Regions from separate parts of the Salmo salar genome. Here region 2 is linked to region 1. The links are chromatin contacts, called in public Hi-C maps. All regions are on one chromosome and are shown on one strand. The core of a region is the stretch at or near the end of the contact, and the rest is flanking DNA. Distances in the headings are between cores, read along the strand shown.

Evidence for each region. A called contact is a pair of places that touch in the nucleus more often than the background predicts.
Region 2: a contact with region 1 is called in a Hi-C map of muscle, with 5 times the contacts expected there. The contact joins the enhancer-like site here to the promoter of LOC106603292 in region 1. A contact is called at or near these places in 2 of 3 Hi-C or Micro-C datasets (gill and muscle).

The regions. Positions count from the first base shown.
Region 1 is chrssa04:47,399,452-47,404,653 of Ssal_v3.1, reverse strand. LOC106603292 (RNA-binding protein Musashi homolog 2) reads right to left here and starts at 1,442. Exons shown (of 14, transcript XM_045717026.1): 1 at 1,198-1,442; 2 at 817-857; 3 at 459-540; 4 at 1-2. The coding sequence starts at 1,259.
Region 2 is chrssa04:47,620,466-47,625,084 of Ssal_v3.1, reverse strand. All of the region lies in intron 7 of LOC106603292 (RNA-binding protein Musashi homolog 2), which reads right to left. Among protein-coding and RNA genes, the nearest start is that of LOC106603293, 170 kb to the left of the region's middle. Within about 2 kb of position 2,659, at least 1 of the 13 cell types and tissues checked has an H3K27ac peak or open chromatin away from gene starts, as enhancers often do. A contact at or near this core is called in muscle, where this site is marked.

The DNA.
Region 1 (5,202 bases), core at 193-2,692:
CTCTGCAAAACAAAGAAACACAAAGAAACATCAATTAGATCACACATTATTTATGCAAATGAGAACATAGAATATAAAGTCAGCTGTTTCTCTCAGTGCATTAACGTGTATCAGGAATTTCATTAGCTTTCAAAAAATAGAACTGCACACACATGTACTTACACTATCCTAATTAAACACTATTCATTCAGACGATAGAGATACGACTATCCTGAATTATAGATTACTATAGTAATTGCGGGCACTGATATTTAAGTTATATGACGTTATTGCAGTCCCAATTGCCAAAGTCAATGTCAAATTGCATTTGCCCGCAGTTTACTGCGAGCAATACAGCTGCAGCTATCTCTGCGAAACACAACGCGGGACAAACAGCCCGGGTTAAAATGTGGCATGTACACAAGTGTAGGATATAATTTCATCTACTGGAAAGCAAAAGTAAAAACCTTTTATTTTACCTGGAACGTTTTGTCGTGGGGTCTCTCATCACCATACATTCTCTTATTTCTCCGAATTTGCTAAAATAGTCTCTAAGGCTGTCTGTGAATAGAGGAAATATATTGGGTAATTAGTCAAGTACAAATGGTCGTCATACTGTTGTCAGTGTGATTCAAACACGCCCTGCAATGCACATAGGGGTCGAATAGAGGACTTCAGATGATTGGAAATAACAAACAACCTTGCACGCACACAGGCACACACATATCCATATAGTATACTGCACACACGCACACACAGAGAACGCGTGCAAGCACAATCGATCGTTGCAACAAAACAACATGAAACATGGGACATGTAAGGGAATAATTGTCTCACCTGGTGAGGTTTGCCAACTGAGGCCACCGATAAACATTTTACTGTAAGAAGAAAACATAGCAGAAGTGAGTCCAGATGTTAGATCGGCCATTTTGAAGACTAACTACTTATAAAAGCGATCTTAAATAGAGAAGCAAAAAAAAAAAAACATTCGCTCGATAGCAATAATGTATTTTGTTAAAAGGGGGAGGCCACACTTGCTACTGTAATCTACCAAAGCAAAGCAGAAGCCTCGTAGCCATCACTAACTGCATCCGGAAGGAAAGACCAATGGTTATGTGCGCACTGCAAACTGAATCCAGCACGGCATAGTGCTCCTTCCTCTGCCAGATAATCTCACATGAAAAATCCAATAAATAATCGAAAATGTTATAATCTTACCCGGGGTCATGTTGTGAATCATTTGGGCTTCCAGATGTGGCTTGACTCCCGTCTCCTTCCATAGCTAACCAAACTATAGGCAGTAACTACAGTAACAGACACACACACACAGACACGGCAAAAGCTATGCAAAGCCCCGCTATGAGAATATTACTGAGCCGGGAATGGAATCGTCACACGTGGGATCAACTCAGCCTAGCTCCCTCCCTCTCTCTGCATACCCTCCCTTACCCCCTACTGGGCGGGGCGAGGGCTCGTCACCTAACCAATCCAATTGACGTCAATACAGAAACCCGCCTATAAAATTCAGAAAACCACGCCCCATATCGGTCATAACGTTCCTATGACAATGTAACAATTGATTAGTTAAAATGTCGATATACATTTTTTTTACATTCCCTAATGGCAACATTTTATTCAATGCATAATTTCCTTCCAGGGCGCACATGCAATTAGAGAAACGATCAATTATATTTGCAAAAAATCAATTCAAATCAAAGTTTCTTGGTCGTGTACACAGATTATCGCAGGTGCCGCGAAATGCTTGTTTCTAGCTCCAACAGTGCAGTAATGATACCAGTCAATACGCACACAAGCCAAAAAGTAAAAAGAATTAAGAAATATCAGAATAAGAAATGTAAGATTCCATAAAAAAGTATATATATACACACACACACACACACACACACACACACACACACACACACACACACACACACACACACAGATAGACAATATGAATAGAAAAGGTGTGTACAGCAGCTTTATACAATACAGTATTTACATATAAATAAAGTGGGGAAAACAGCATGTAAACATTATTAAAGTTACCAGTATTCAATGACTATGTACATAGGACAAAGGAGTCTCTAAGGTGCAGGGTAGAGTACCGGGTGGTAGCAGGCTAGTAACAGTGACTAAGTTCAGGGCAGGGTACTGGGCGGAGGCCGGATAGTGCTGACTGTTTAACAGTCTGATGGCCTGGAGATAGAAGCTGTTTAAAAGTCTCTCGGTCCCAGCTTTGATGCACCTGTACTGTCTCAGCCTAGATGGTAGCGGGGTGAACAGGCTGTGGCTCAAAATAAGCATATTGGCTATTACAGATGTTAAGCTATACTATTGATATATATTGTGAATAACTAATTGTTTGCGCCTTTAAATGACCAATATTATCATTATTTAACCTAAACAAATGCATTAATATTTTATGCATGTTTGTATGAATGTGTACAGTAGATTATTAATATTTAACTCTTGCAGAGACAGGTTAAAGTAGATCTACGGTAACACAGTATTAGCCTGCAATATGTGTTGTACTATACTATATAGAAAAGGGCTATATTTCTAATAACCACAGGTACACTGCAGAGCTATGCATAGAAGGGGGATATTTTGCTCAAATGGTGTTCAAATTGTTTTCATAAATGTGTTACCTCACATCCCCTATAATCACTTATAATAAGAGACTATTTTAATAGGAAAACATTTTAGCATTGTATTCCATGTTGAATTTTGAAACACTACAGTACAAGAAACGCAGTCCACCTGAAGATGAAAAAGGAGAGAAAAAGAGAGGTGGATTTAATTGTAACCTCTGAATATGCATGTTCATTACTCAGTAACTGGGGGAAGCGGGCCTTGTTTTCCATTAAATCTGAACACAAGTGAGAGCTCAATTAAAGCTGGATGCTCAGTGGATTTCAAGTCATGGTACAGTGATTGCTGTTCATTTCCTTACTGCGGCCTGAGACGGAGGGAGGAAGACGCACGCACACAATCATTTATCTATTTTTTTTAGAAGAAGAACACTTTTAAGGCATGTCACACACTCAGTTCCTGGAATGAATAGTTTTTTCTTCAGTAGAACCCTTGTAAGGCACTTAGAACCGGTTGCAAAGTGATGTCATTGCTGACTTTGAACTGGTTTGTCTATGAGAGCTAGTTTCAGTGCTGGTCACAAGTCACACAGGTCAACCTTTTTTATTTACAATAAAAATGATTTTATATGAAGCTATTCTAACCAATGTTGAACATGCTCTTATTCCTAGACAGAAACCAAACGTAGAGTAGGTTCAACATTGGTAGGTAGAATTTATTTTCACATGTACAGTGCCTTTCGAAAGTATTCACACCCCTTGACTTTTTCCACATTTTGTTGTGTTACAGCCTGAATTTAAAATTGATTTAATGTAGATTTTTTTTGTCACTGGTCTACACACAATACCCCATAAAATGGCTGTGATAGAAAACTGAAGATGGCTCAACAATGTTGTAGTTACTCCACAATACTAACCTAATTGACAGTGATAAGAAGGAAGCCTGTACAGAATAAAAACAGTCTAAAATTTGCATCCTGTTTGCAACAAGGCACTAAAGTAATACTGCAAAAATGTGGCAAAGCAATTCACTTTTTGTCCTGAATAAAAAGTGTTATGTTTAGGGCAAATCCAATACAACACATTACTGACTACCACCCTCCATATTTTCCAGTATAGTGGAGGCTGCATCATGTTATGGGTATGCTTATAACCGTTAAGGACTGGGGAGTTTTTCAGGGTAAAAAAAATGGAATGGAGCCAAGACACTGTGAGATAAATTCACCTATCAGCAGGACAATAACCTAAAACACAAGGCCAAATCTATACTGGAGTTGCTTACCAAGAAGACAGTGAATGTTGCGGTTGTCTAGTAATGATCAACAACCAGTTTGACAGAGCTTGAAGAATTTTGAAAAGAATGATGGGAAAATGTTGCACAATCCAGGTGTGGAAAGCTCTTAAAAGACTTACCCAGAAAGACTCACAGCTGTAATCACTGCCTAAGGTGATTCTAACATGTATTGACTCAGGGGGTTGAATACTTATCTAATCAAGATATTTGTTTATTTTTTTTGTACAAATGTAAAAAAAAAAAATCCACTTTGACATTAGGGTATTTTGTGTAGATCGTTGACAAAAAATGGCAATTAAATCCATTTTAATTCCACTTTGTAACAACAAAATGTGGAAAAAGTCAAGGGGTGTGAATACTTTCTGAAGGCACTGCAATTGATTATTTTTTGTATGAACCACCACTCAAAGAGGAAAAAGCCACTTCAAATGATCAATATTCCAACAACTAAATGTTGATGCTTACTCTGGTAAATGAGTCAATTTATACTGTTTATCGTATTCTCTTCTCTGTGTTTCTCTAGCAGGCACGCACACGGTTAAGCTGAGCTCTAAACAACCAAATACATCAAAGTACTTTACACATGGCAAGTAAACATCACAATGTGGATATATTGCAGTAATTGTGACAGCTGTTGTATTCATTGAAATGAAAACACTCCAAGCCAAGGTTTATGGAGTGGTGGAGCATTCCCTTTAATCTGAGCAGCCACTAGTGTTAAGTGAGCATGTCTGAGATGCAATTCAGCCTTCAAACAACATGGGCGATGCTGCTTTCCAGCCTACCAGCTGAGATCCCTTTCACCAGTCATGATGATATATGATAAACCCTTCCTCTCTACATATTAATGTAATCAATCCCTACCTAGTAATTAACAATACACACAGTCAAAGGTTTGTTCAGTGCTGAAAAGTAATGGTAAAATATTGGTCTTTTAGTGATCAAGGTTAGAGACAATACGTAAAATGCATGGGAACACCCTTGATAAGTGAGGAAACTGCATTATATCATTCTACGGCATGGACACTTGTGAGTGTTCCTGCAGTCACAATACCATCTGTGTTTGATTAATGAGCGCATAAAGTATTTAAAGGACGGTTACATTTTTATATCCTACATCTGTTACATGCTTTGAACATTTCAATTTGATGACTCGATTCCCTATTGAAATGTGAAACATATACATATATACACACATATATGTTCCTGTTTTGCACCATGAAATACACTTAAAAAACTCCCAGAAGTTATTGATATATTTTTCATTGAGGAGAATGTGGGGACTGTATCATCTAGTAAGGTTAAAACAAAAAGCTAAGAAATGTAACACTAGCT
Region 2 (4,619 bases), core at 1,410-3,909, 220 kb before region 1:
ACAGACAGACAGACAGACAGACAGTAAAGATCACCTCAGTCTGGGCTTCAACAAGCATTACCATAAATGTTTTTATTTAACTAGGCAAGTCAGTTAAGAACAAATTGTAATTTACAATGACGGCGTACCCCGGCCAAACCCGGACGACGCTGGGCCAATTGTGTGCCGCCCTATGGGTCTCCCAATCACAGCCGGATGTGATACAGCCTGGATTCAAACCAGGGACTGTAGTGACACCTTTTGCACTGAGATGCAGTGCCTTTGACCGCTGCGCCACACTGGATAAACACATAAACACATAGCTGCTGCTCTAAAGTCATTCTCACACATCATAATCCAGTCATTATAATGGAGCTCAACAGACTATGTGATGAAGAGATATGGATTTTCATTCACCAATAGAAGACAAGGGGTTAAACAGGCCATGTAGTCTTAGCTTGAATATATTGAATATGGTTAATACATTGCCAAACTGAACCTATATCATACCCATACCTTCTACCCCCAAGCCATAAGACTGCTAATAGTTAACCAAATCGGGACCTGGACTATCTGCATTGACCTCCCCTTTGCACTAACTCTTTTGACTCATCACATACATGGCTGCTACTGTCTATCCTGCTGCCTAGTCACTTTACTCCTACCTATATCTTTACTTAACTAGGCAGGTCAGTTAAGAACAAATTCTTATTTTCAATGACGGACTAGGAACAGTGGGTTAACTGCCTTGTTCAGTGGCAAAATGAAAGATTTTACCTTGTCAGCTCAGGGATTCGATCTTGCAACCTTTCGGTTACTAGTCCAACACTCTAACCACTAGGCTACCTGCCACCCCTATATGTACATATCTACCTCAATGACCTCGTACCGCTGCACATTGACTCGGTACTGGTACCCCGTGTATATAGCCAAGTTATCATTACATATGATGTATTTAGTATTTTTATCTTTCTATTATTTTTCTATTTCTCTCTGCATTGTTGGGACCTTTGAGTCATCTCAGAGTGTGTTGTGCACATTAGTCACTTTCACATGCACTTAGAGACACTCCTAAAGCTCTCTATAGAATGACTGCTGCTGTTTACTGTAACCACATGGCCCAGGGGCAGGTTTAGTGTTTCATGTTACTGTAACCACATGGCCCAGGGGCAGGTTTAGTGTTTCATGTTACTGTAATCACATGGCCCAGGGGCAGGTTTAGTGTTTCATGTTACTGTAACCACATGGCCCAGGGGCAGGTTTAGTGTTTCATGTTACTGTAACTACATGGCCCAGGGGCAGGTTTAGTGTTTCATGTTACTGTAACCACATGGCCCAGGGGCAGGTTTAGTGTTTCATGTTACTGTAACCACATGGCCCAGGGGCAGGTTTAGTGTTTCATGTTACTGTAACCACATGGCCCAGGGGCACGAACACCAAACTGGATTAATTTCGGTGCAATAGGGACAAGGCAGGATTTGTATTTCTAATGTCCTTGAGGAGTGTTGGTGAGATTAACTGTCTATGCAGGGCAGAAAGTGCAGTGTTCTAACTACTGTCATGGGAGGGAACTCAGGCCAAGTTTGATGACTTCCTCTAGAAGCTCGTCAGGACATCCTGGGGAAGCTGGTGGGAAGCAAAGTTGGTTGCCCCACCCTCCTCCCAACCCTCACTACTAATGCCTGGGTTTTATGGCTGTTTCAAAAGTCTTTCTCTCACCCTCTTTTCCCTTTTTTTCCTAGTTTCCTTGTCATTACTAATGCCAGAGGATGTCACTGAAACATCTATAGTGCAAAAGGAACTTACAAAACCCAGGAAAAGCTACATCATTAAGGTTGAATGAAAATGAATGAATATGCTGATAAATCATGAACAGCTATTCATTTGATGCATTCTATGTCAGACCGAGAGAATATCAATTTGAGAAGTGACGTCTTGGCTTGCCGTAGGCTGCCTGCCTGTGAGTGTTTCTGTGGGCGAGGCTGAGAAGCGGTGGCGGGAGCTGGAAAATTGGAAGATGCAGCTTGTTTTCCAGCTCGATCCACCTCCCCCTCGTCGGCGGCACAAGGACCACTTTTGACAACCAACAAATCAGCCGTCAGGAGCCATTTGTCACAGCGGAGTGCGGGAGGAGAGAGTGGCGGCTGGGTGAGCAGACCAAGAGAGCAGAGAGCGAGAGAGAGAAAGCGAGAAACAGGGAGAGGGGTTAACATACCTGCCCTCTCTGCAGGAGAGCTCTACTGTCATCGCACTCCTTCCCACTGCCACACACTGAGAGAGGCAGCTCCTCTATTAACTGACAGCACAGTTTCCACTGCACTATTACACCCTGTGTGGTCAGGGCCAAGCCTCCGTCATCACCACCCACCAAGCACTACCACCACTGGCCCACAGAGGGAGCTGCTGAGACCAGCACTTTGGATATGCTTCTACACCCAAGACTAAGACTAAATAAATCATAGGCTGCTGACCTAAACATCTCACTGCGTGCCCACTCAACAAACACACGCTCCTACCACACAAACTCATGACACACTGCTATACAAATGCAAGAGCAAGTAAATGAAAGATTATTTTGTTTAATCAAAGCAAACCACATTCTAATCAGTGTATTGAATCCAATTAGGTCAAAGAGCCAGCTCCAGTTGCCAGGGCCCTTATTATGGCAGATGTAGAGAGTACTCCCTGTAACCAGAGAGTCTGGCTCAGTCTTACTGGGAGTTATTCATAACCTGAGCCCATGATGTTCTATTAGAGAAACAACCCACTGATCCATACACTCACTACAGCCACCACAGAGCCTCTGATACCAGTGAACAGGCTCTACTGTCTGATGGATATTCTCTACTTCTGGCTGGGTTGTATTGTCTTCCAGGATGACAGAAACACAGAACAACACCCCTCACCAGCCTGGGCCCTCCCACAGGGGCTGTCTGACCCGCTACCCCTATATTGGTCTTCCACCCCTCGCTCCTCTACCCTACTTACAGACCCAACAGTTACAGGCACACAAGCCCTCTCCCCTTCCTTCCCTCCACTCATCCTCCCCCATCCTCCCTTCCTCTCATCCTAGGGTGTCAGATAGAGGTGTGGATTCCTGTCTGCTAATCCTGGGTGGGTATTCCTGTTCTGTTGCCCCAACACGGCAGGAGAGCAGGACTACAGTTTTATCAGATTATTAAAGAGGAGCAGGAATCAATAGAGACAGGGAGAGGTGCCAACACCTTCGCTGGGACAAAAATTTAAACAGACTAATGACAACACATGGATTTTCAATGTGAAGGCTGGCAATAAGTGTTAGTGGCTGGCTGGCTGGCTGGGTGGCTGACTGGCTGGGTGGCTGCTGCAGAGGTGAGGGGTCTTGGCTGTATCTTACACTTGTTAGAGAGTGGCAGGCCTAGCCCCGTCCCCCGTCTCCACTGAGCTACACCCAGGCCACGTTCACAGCCTCTCACCAGCAGCACACAGCACACTGCACACACACACTCTCCCTGCCTGCATAATGCCATTTCTCCGCAGAGAGAGAGAGAGAGGCTACGCAAATAACATTAAAATGCTAAATCAATGAAACGTCAAGTGACCTTTGCTTAAAAAGCTGATTCTGCCAGAGCCACTTTAATGTATTTAAAGTAGAACAAGAGCAAATCAGATGCTGTAGCATTCCGGAGAGTTTTCAATCGTAATTTTCTGGCAGACACTAAAGGGGACTTAGTAATAAATGCAGAAAACTTTACTTTTCAGTTGACTTAACTGGCAGCCCCTGTTTAAAATCCAACTTTAACATATTACTCAACTCACTCTTTTTAGCACCTGGGAATTACAAATTAGGCTAAATCGTTTTCTCTGTTAAGTTTCCCTGAGTGTGTGGCACCGTTTACATACATAAATAGCTAATGTGGGTAAGGCTGTAAAATAACGTGGACCTCAGCACATGGAAATGTTATCCTCGGTTAAGGTGTAGGACATGTTTTATCACCTTCTTAAAGGTTGCATTATGAGGAACGATCACACACAGCATCAATAACCACAATCCCCTGGGTACAGTGGAGCAGACAGATTCTAGTGATGTGCCAGTGCCATCTCCTTACATGAAAATGAAGGCTCACAGAGCGGTGAGATATGTTCATCCATCTTTTACAGCTTTAGATACTCAGCAGACAGGGAGATATGCTCATCCAGGACCAACGATGGTATAGGACAGGGATCATCAACTACATTCAGATTTTTTCTTTTTTAAGACTGCAAATTGGCCGCAAGAAGCCAAAACAGATATAATATTTGACTAAAACATATTCATTTCAAACCGTACATTTGTATAGAATCACGTATACCTCTTTATTATGCGTGGGGAATACTTTGGAACAGATTTCCAAAATTTAAATCACTTGAAGCTGACTTGCAGGTGTTTATACAGTCTTTTGTGTCCAACAATAAAAACAAAACTGTATATATATTATTTGCTTTGCTCAGAAAACTTGGGGGCCAAACAAAACCTGTGGGCCGCCAGTTGGGGACCCTGGTAAAGGATGTCAGCGTCAGTCTTTCAGGTCCTACACTAGGATCTGTATGAGGGACTGGCTGGTGGAATGACAGCATAGTTAGCCTTCGCCCAGAACAGAGAGTGACACCGTTACAGGGTG